Regions from separate parts of the Gossypium hirsutum genome. Here all the other regions are linked to region 3. A link is a contact called in public Hi-C data. All regions are on one chromosome and are shown on one strand. Each heading gives the region's core, a stretch centred on a gene start, on an enhancer-like site or on the middle of the called end of the contact. The rest is flanking DNA. Distances are from core to core; before and after follow the strand shown. Region 1 holds the start of LOC107918137 (polyubiquitin). Region 2 has its middle 54 kb from the start of LOC107917422. Region 3 holds the start of LOC107920922 (MADS-box protein AGL24-like).

Region 1 (2,700 bases), core at 54-2,553, 290 kb after region 3:
GGGTGGACTCTTTTTGGATATTGTAATCAGCTAAGGTGCGACCATCTTCAAGCTGCTTTCCAGCAAAGATAAGCCTCTGCTGATCTGGTGGGATCCCTTCCTTGTCTTGGATCTTTGCCTTTACATTATCTATTGTGTCAGAGCTTTCAACCTCCAAGGTAATTGTCTTTCCAGTGAGAGTCTTGACAAAGATTTGCATGCCGCCACGAAGTCGAAGAACCAAGTGAAGGGTGGATTCTTTCTGAATGTTGTAGTCGGCTAGCGTGCGGCCATCCTCAAGTTGTTTGCCAGCAAAGATAAGCCTCTGCTGATCCGGTGGGATCCCTTCCTTATCTTGGATCTTAGCCTTCACATTATCAATGGTGTCTGAACTCTCCACCTCGAGGGTGATGGTCTTGCCAGTGAGGGTTTTAACAAAGATTTGCATCTATTGAATCAAAAGATCAAAAACAAATTAGTATCTCAATTATCAAGAGTTCAGAAAATTAGCAGAAAAACAAAGTCATAAACAATAAGTTAGAATCCAAGGCCGTCATTTATATATCAATTATTATATTTTAGCAAATTTAAAACCTGGAAATAAAATCTGCAAGAATACCATCACAAGAGATGCCCTTTTTAAAATCAAAGAAAACCAAGAAAATCAAAATTCTCAAAACAAATAGAAAGCATAGACAAAAATTTCAAGAGCCTAAACAAATCTACCAATTTAAAATCCCAAGAACACACATCAACAAATTTAAGAATGTCAAATATTTACAACTGAATCTCAATAAACAAAGATGGTCCATTAACAGATCCACTAATAATTTAACTATTTTCAAGGAAGATATTCAACATGATTAACCAAGATCCGATTAGTTAAATTAAAAAAAAAACCCTTATACGTATAAGCAATCAAATTATGAGAAGATCTATCAAAATTAAAGCAAAAAGGACTGAAAACTCATTCAAGATCCACCAACAATTCAAGATAATGAGATAACAAACAAGATACGATTTTAAAAGAAAAAAGCCCATAATAATACATAAAAGCAATAAAATTGTTAATTAAGATTGAAAAATTGAAATATAAAACAACTATGAGTTACCTTGTCAGAGTAATTGGAAAACGATTCGAAGTGTTTGAAGACGGAAGAGTCTGCCGGTGAATAGATTGGGAGATTTACGCCTTTCTTATAGGTGGAATTTGCCGACTTTACGACAATATTGCCAATAGTATAACCAATCAGTTCTTGCCACATTTATTTCTACCGAAAGCCCACGCTGAGTTTGTTTTTCATTCGATAAATATGGAAAATAATAAAGAAAGTAAATAGCAAAAACTTAAATATAGGCAATTATCTGGTTAAAATGTGTTATAGGTCCATTTACTCTTCACATCTTTAGAATTTAGTCCTTATCTTTTTATTTTTAGGAATTTAGTCCCTCTATTTTCCTTATTTCACAATTTTAGTCTAATTATTAACAATGTCAAATTATTTTGTTAACAATAACATTGTAGTGAACCTAAATTTAACAAAGTAATCTTAACAATCTTAATAATTAGACCTAAATTTTGAAAGTAAAAATTAAAATGACTAAATTCCTAGAACTAAAAGTATAGGGATTAAATTTAAAATTTATGAAAAACATAGAAACTTATGACATATTTTAACCGCATTATCTAAAACTCTATGCTATATATAGCTCCCATGTGACTATAGGTTCCTTTGGGTTAATATGAAAATTTGTCACTATATTCCATTTTCAATGATATTTTTCATTTTCCTTATGCACTATAGATAAATTTACCACAATACTTTAATTTTATGTTGAATTTTGTTGTTTTACTTTCATTTGATTGAAATTTGCCATTAAAGTTAATTTTTTATTCAATTTTAATTCAAAATAATTTTAAGACAAAATTTAATATTTTTTATATTTTAATTTAATATTTAAAAATATAAATTAATATAATATAATATTAATATTAAATAAAAGTTAAATTAGTTTTAGCTATAAAAATAAAAAATTAGATTTACCTACAAAAATAAAAAATTTGAAAAAAATTCTTATTAAATTATATTTTCAAATTATCAAAATTAATATTGAGTGATAAAATTTAATTAAAAAAAGTTGGTAGAAAATTTTTATAAAATTCTAAGCTTAATAGTAAATTTCAATCACCTAAGAGTTGAATGGCAAATTTATTCATATTTAAAATTTAAATAAAAGTGATTATTTTATTAAAAACCAACTCGAACTGAAGTATTTGGACGATTTATAGAATACAAGTTTAAAAATTGCGGTTACCTAAAACTGAATTGAATTTTATTTTTATTTAATATATAATTAAATTTATTTTTATGATATAAAAATAAATACTTTATATTTTAAATAGTGAAAATAATTTAAAAGTTCTTCAAAAAAAATTTTTTAGAAGTATTTATGAAAAAGACTCTGAAAATTTATAAATTAATAATTAAAAGCCTTAAAAAGATTATTTTATCAAAATAAGTCTAAAAATCCAAAACAAAAAATTAATATGAAAAAACTGAGAATCAAATCAAGCCGAACCGATTTATGATAGACACTTTAAAAAATCCAAAAAAAAAAAACAGCTGAACTGACATTACCACTAGATAATATGGATATCACATACATATAATAATTATATGTTATAATTTACTATCATAAAAGGGTAACCCAAATTTAAAA
Region 2 (2,700 bases), core at 74-2,573, 370 kb after region 3:
GAAAATATGGCATATGTTACTAATAAGTAACTATTATGTATGTTTGAAAGAATATCATATTTTACAATGCTCTCTAGTTCGCAACTTTCCGGTGACAATGAGGATGGCGAAACCCACCCCGATAATGACAGAAATACCAAAAAAGTGAGGTTCAAAGATAATCTTGTTGAAGATGATATATCCATGGATGGGGATCCAGCCCCAGAAGAAAATTTGTCATGGAAAGACAAACTTTTGGGGGGCTCTTCGGGTGAACTTAGTCCAAATCGCATTGCTTTTTCTGAAGGGAGTGATATTGATTTTGAGTTACTTGAAGGGGACGTTAATAAAACTATCCTTGATGGTGTTCCGGCTATCTCTTTCTCTGATCGCTTAAAAAATATCCTGTTTAAAGAAATGGAGCTAACGATCATTGTCAAATTGTTAGGGCGTAACATTGGTTACAACGCTTTACACAATCGAATTTTCTCTCTTTGGAAACCAATGAAATCTATTCGTATAATGGATACCATCAACGGGTATTACCTTGTTAAATTTCAGGCCGTTGAGGATTATAACAGAGTCTTATCGCAAGGACCTTAGACTGTTTACGGCCAATATTTGACAGTGCAACCTTGGACCAAGCATTTCAGTCCAGAGCAACCCTATCCTAGCATGGTGCTAGCCTGGATTCGTTTGCCGAATCTCCCGGGACATCTCTACAAAAGAAAGATAATAGAGGCTATTGAAAGTCTCATTGGAAAAGTCGTCAAACTCGACGTTCAGACGGATAATCAAACCAGAGGAAGATTCGCGCGTTTAGCCGTCTATATTAACTTGATAGAACCTTTGATTTCTCAGGTTCTAGTTGATGGAGTAGTTCAGCAAGTGGAATACGAATCCTTCCCGACTGTCTGTTTCTCTTGCGGCAAATACGGGCACGTTAAAGATTTGTGCCCACTATCTGAAACGGAACAAAATCGGCCAGTACCTCTAGGTGAGCCGGCGACGGTGGTAGGTGACACAAATAAAGGCAAGTCGGACGGCGTCTCTTCAGCTAACGGAACCGGAGGAAAATAGGCAGATTTTGGGCCATGGATATTAGTAGAGAAGCGATATTCTCGGCGGGGGAAGAAGGATTCTCTAGCGGAAATCACGGGGAAATAAAAAAATCAGGCTTTAGGGTCTCGATTCTCGACGTTGATGGGGGAGGAGGATCTTTGTGATGAAAGGAGATCTTCGGATGGAGGAGATTTAGGGGGGCTAATAGAAAGGAGGGTGGTGCTCAAATTAATCTTAAATCTAGGGTTAATCAAGAGAATGGGGAGTTTCTTTCTAACAAGGCCGGACATGTAGGTGGATTTGTGGGCCTTACTAATGGGTCTGATAGGGGCATGGAAGTGGGTAGAGTCTCTTTACAAGAAACGGGTCAAAAGTATAATAAGAGTTTGGACAAAGCTTTGGGGAAGAGGCCAATAATTTTAGACGGTCATTTGGGAAACATTGGGGATCAATCGGCTAAATCTCCCTTTTCTTTTTCAAATTCTATTCCAGTGGCCCCGAATCCTAATTTTTCTAAAACTAATAATTCTTCTAATGGTGCAGATGGTCAAGGCCTTTTGGTTCCTAATAATTTGAGCAGTTTAGACATTGAAAATATGGAAAAAATTAAAGCAAGATACAACCCTGTATTTGACGAATCCGAAGGCATTATTGTCCCTATCTCCGATAATACACTAGACCCAGGTAAGCATTCAGCTATTATTTTTAATAATAATAATAATAATAATAATAATGTTCCTTCTAACCAGCAGGTTAAATTGGATTCAAGACCCATGGAACTCCCGAATGTGGTCGTGAACACTCCAATAAATAATTCCAAACACCAAAAAGGCGGTAGTTCCCGAAGCAATCGTAAGCCCTCTTTTACTTTATGGGGTCGAGGTAGTCGTTTCAAAAATTCTGGAAACACACGCATTTCTCTTGCTGAGTCCATGAAGAAGATGGCGGAATTTTTATCTTCCAAAATTCCCAGCTGTAATCCAAGTGATGTATCCGAGATTGCTGAATCTGAGTTGGAAGGTAAAGAAAGGTCCTAAAAGATAGGTTTGTTTTTTCTTTCTCTCATACTTTTTGGTTTTAATGAATATCACTATATTTTCCTAGAATTGTCAAGGATGTGCTAATATTAAGTTTCTTAGAATTTTTTGAGAGTATGATATGGAATATAAACCTGACATTGTTAGCTTTCTTGAGCCGAGAGTCAGCGGGGCTAAGGCTAACAAAATTATTGCTAAGTTGGGATTTCAGTACTCACATCGGGTGGAGGCAATTGGGTTTTCTGGAGGCATTTGGTTAGGTTAGAAAGACTCTGTTTGTCTTGAGGTGATTTGTAATCATTCGCAATTCATCTTAACTCGGGTTTGGAAGAAACCTTCAGTACATCCTATCATGATTTCTTTCGTGTATGGTAGTCCCAATAGGCAAAAGCGTCAACTTCTTTGGGATAATTTAAGGAATATTGTTTTTCTTGGTCAATTTCCCTGGATGGCCATTGGAGATTTTAATGCGATCCTTGCATCTTCTGAAAAGACTGGAAGTCTTACTGAAGGTATACGCTGCCCCCATTTTGGAGATTTTGTTGAATCGGCGAATTTGCTTGACTTAGGTTTCAAAGAACCACCTTTCACTTGGCATAGAGGTTCTTTGTCTGTTAGACTT
Region 3 (2,700 bases), core at 62-2,561:
CAACCAAAAATTAGCATTTTCAAGATTTGTCCCCTGAACTGATATCATTAGACTTTTACGAACTCAACCTTTTTTAGACATTAACCGGATAAATGGGTTCTTATTTGTAGAATTTATTCGCAATATAAGCTTTAAACATTGTCAACTAACTTTTAGTCTTAGTTAAGGTCTAAAGTTTAAGCTTGGACACTTAAGTTCCTCCCCGATTTAATATATAATTTCGCGATAGAACTGGATTTTGGAAAATATATAGAATATTCTGTAAGTAATGCAAGAAACTAGACCTAATGCAAAAACTTGTATGCTTGCTTACCAATATATGCTCTTTGCATAACATTGATTAGAAACAGTTTGGAAAATGAGTCGGGATACATTGAAATCAAAGGTAAGATCTGATAACATATGAGGATTAATATATTGTAAAACATCCAACGCAACTAACTTTGGGAGATTAAACCTCACCCCCATATTTTAATATATATTGAAACGAATATTTAATAAAAAAATAAACATAAAAATCCAAACAAAATATAAATATAATATAATAATAAGAAGTTTGTGGGTAAATTTAAAATGGATATAATCTTTAGCTAAATGTGCCGGTAAAGATTCTCAACATATACCATGGAAAAACAAAGATCTCATACCCCAATAAATCAGTAACCGAAGGGCATAGGAAGATCAAATGCAGAATGCCCAAATTTATCCAACACTTATGAACTAAAACCAATCGATTAATGAATAAAGCCAGGAAAAATTAAATCAAAAAGACATCGAGAATTTTTTTAATTATAAAAAGAAATATTGGTATCTTTTTAGAGAGAGAGTGTGTGTGGCTATTTTATGCAAAAGATATCAGTATAGTAGTATAGCCTCCACGATCTATGGAATCTGAACAAAAACAAATATCATGTTACCAGGTTTGTTTAAGACTTAGCTTTTTTTTTTATTCTTTTTCATTAAAGGCTTAATTTTTGTTTTGGAAGATCTGTCACAGGATCTAAACCGGACATGGCAACGGAAGCTTACTACAAGTTCCCTTTGCTCTCTCTCCATCTATAACTATGATATAAGTAGACAGAAAGTAAAAGAAGAGAAAGAGTATTATTGGAAGTTGATGGAAAATATACCTGGAGGTAGCAAACTCAAAGAGCTTTCCAGTAGCTGAGAAAATAATGAGAGCAAACTCAGCGTCACAAAGAACTGAAAGCTCTTCAGCTTTCTTGAAAAGCCCTCGCCTTCTTTTAGAGAAAGTCACTTGCCTAGCCGTCAAGTTGTCTATCTTCTTGATCTTGATCTTCTCCCTCGCCATTTCTACCTTAAAAATAACAATATAAAAAAACTCCTCTCAGAGGAAAAAAAAATAGTAACAATAATACATAAAATGACTTAAAAACAAGAGGGAAAAAGTGAGTTTTCTTGACTTTTTGTGCCAAGTTCATTTGAGGAAATTTTAAGCTGAAGCCCTAGCGAAAGACCCCATGTTTCAGATCCAGGTTTCTAAAAGAAGAAAGAAACTGACAGAACTAAAAACTCAGACATAAAAGGAGTCGGATTGGTGGGTTTACTTTCATTAAATTTACCTTATTGAGATATATTTGTTCAGGAGCTGGAGTTAGGTCTGGTGACAGGAATCAAAAGCCTCCCAAATACAGAGGTTTAAACTGAAAAACCATAAAAGAGAGAGAAAAAAGAAAGGCAAAAGCCCTTCGGTTTGGGACTGTTACCTGACTCAAGAAAGGAAAGGTCTCCTCTTCAGACCTTGCTTTTTAGAACTACATATAAAGAGAAGCTTTCTATATTTTATCTTCAGTCTTCGGACATTTTGTTTTTGGAAATTAAGTCTCACTCCGTTTTATTTTCCTTTTTGTATGCAGAGAAAGGAATAGCCAAAATCAGCTCTGATCACCAATAATAGCAGATTTGATCAAACCAAACAAAGTGACTACATTTAACTCCTTTTCTTTATTCTATTTCACTTTTTTTTCTAATAAAATAATCCTTATTTTGGGGATTTTTTTGTGGACGAGGGCTTTCCGTACAATGGAGACTGTCATTGGCCAAAAACCCAAGATATTAACCCCACTTTTACTTTGGCTTCCCCTCTACGGCCACATCATCGCGTCACTTCCATCAATCAACCGACCGCGATAGCTCCAGAATTCCTTTCTTTCTTTATCACTTCCTACTTTCCAATTATGATTTTTCTCTTATATTTGTATATCACCCCCTACCTCCCTTTCTGGGTAATTTAGTGAAAAACGCCATTTCTAAAATTATTTATAAAAATAGATTAATTTTTTAATTATTTATTAGAAATGTTAAAATTTTTTAAAAGGACGTCTACGTTAGCACAAAGTCAAGAGATATGTCAGCAAAACGTATTCTTAAGAAAGCGTTTTGTCCACGTCAGCACAAAGTACTTCCTTGAAGGCGCGTTTTATGCTGACGTAGATAAAATACTCCCCTAAGAACGCGTTTTGCCCTGTTCCAATGGTCACTTAACTGTTTGACCTCCAACGATCAAAAAAATATATATAAAAGGTCCCCTTTCATTTTTTCACCCAAAAGTCCTCTCATAATTTTTTCTAAATTTTCTCCAAATTCTCTCAAATTTTTATCATATTTTTTCAAAACTCTATTTAATTTTTGCAAAAAAGCTCTATTTAAAATTTTTTTAATTAATTTTTTTAATTAAAA

What was found. A called contact is a pair of places that touch in the nucleus more often than the background predicts.
Region 1: a Hi-C map of leaf shows a contact between it and region 3, with 2.7 times the contacts expected there. The contact joins the promoter of LOC107918137 here to the promoter of LOC107920922 in region 3. A contact is called at or near these places in 2 of 34 Hi-C or Micro-C datasets (both in leaf).
Region 2: a contact with region 3 is called in a Hi-C map of leaf, with 1.4 times the contacts expected there. The contact joins the enhancer-like site here to the promoter of LOC107920922 in region 3. A contact is called at or near these places in 2 of 34 Hi-C or Micro-C datasets (both in leaf).

The regions. Positions count from the first base shown.
Region 1 is chrA01:41,045,470-41,048,169 of Gossypium_hirsutum_v2.1, forward strand. LOC107918137 (polyubiquitin) reads right to left here and starts at 1,304. Exons shown (of 2, transcript XM_016847668.2): 1 at 1,092-1,304; 2 at 1-427. The coding sequence starts at 1,244.
Region 2 is chrA01:41,128,103-41,130,802 of Gossypium_hirsutum_v2.1, forward strand. No RefSeq gene overlaps it. Among protein-coding and RNA genes, the nearest start is that of LOC107917422, 54 kb to the right of the region's middle. Within about 2 kb of position 1,324, at least 8 of the 9 cell types and tissues checked have an H3K27ac peak or open chromatin away from gene starts, as enhancers often do. A contact at or near this core is called in leaf, where this site is marked.
Region 3 is chrA01:40,754,502-40,757,201 of Gossypium_hirsutum_v2.1, forward strand. LOC107920922 (MADS-box protein AGL24-like) reads right to left here and starts at 1,312. Exons shown (of 7, transcript NM_001327183.1): 1 at 1,131-1,312. The coding sequence starts at 1,312.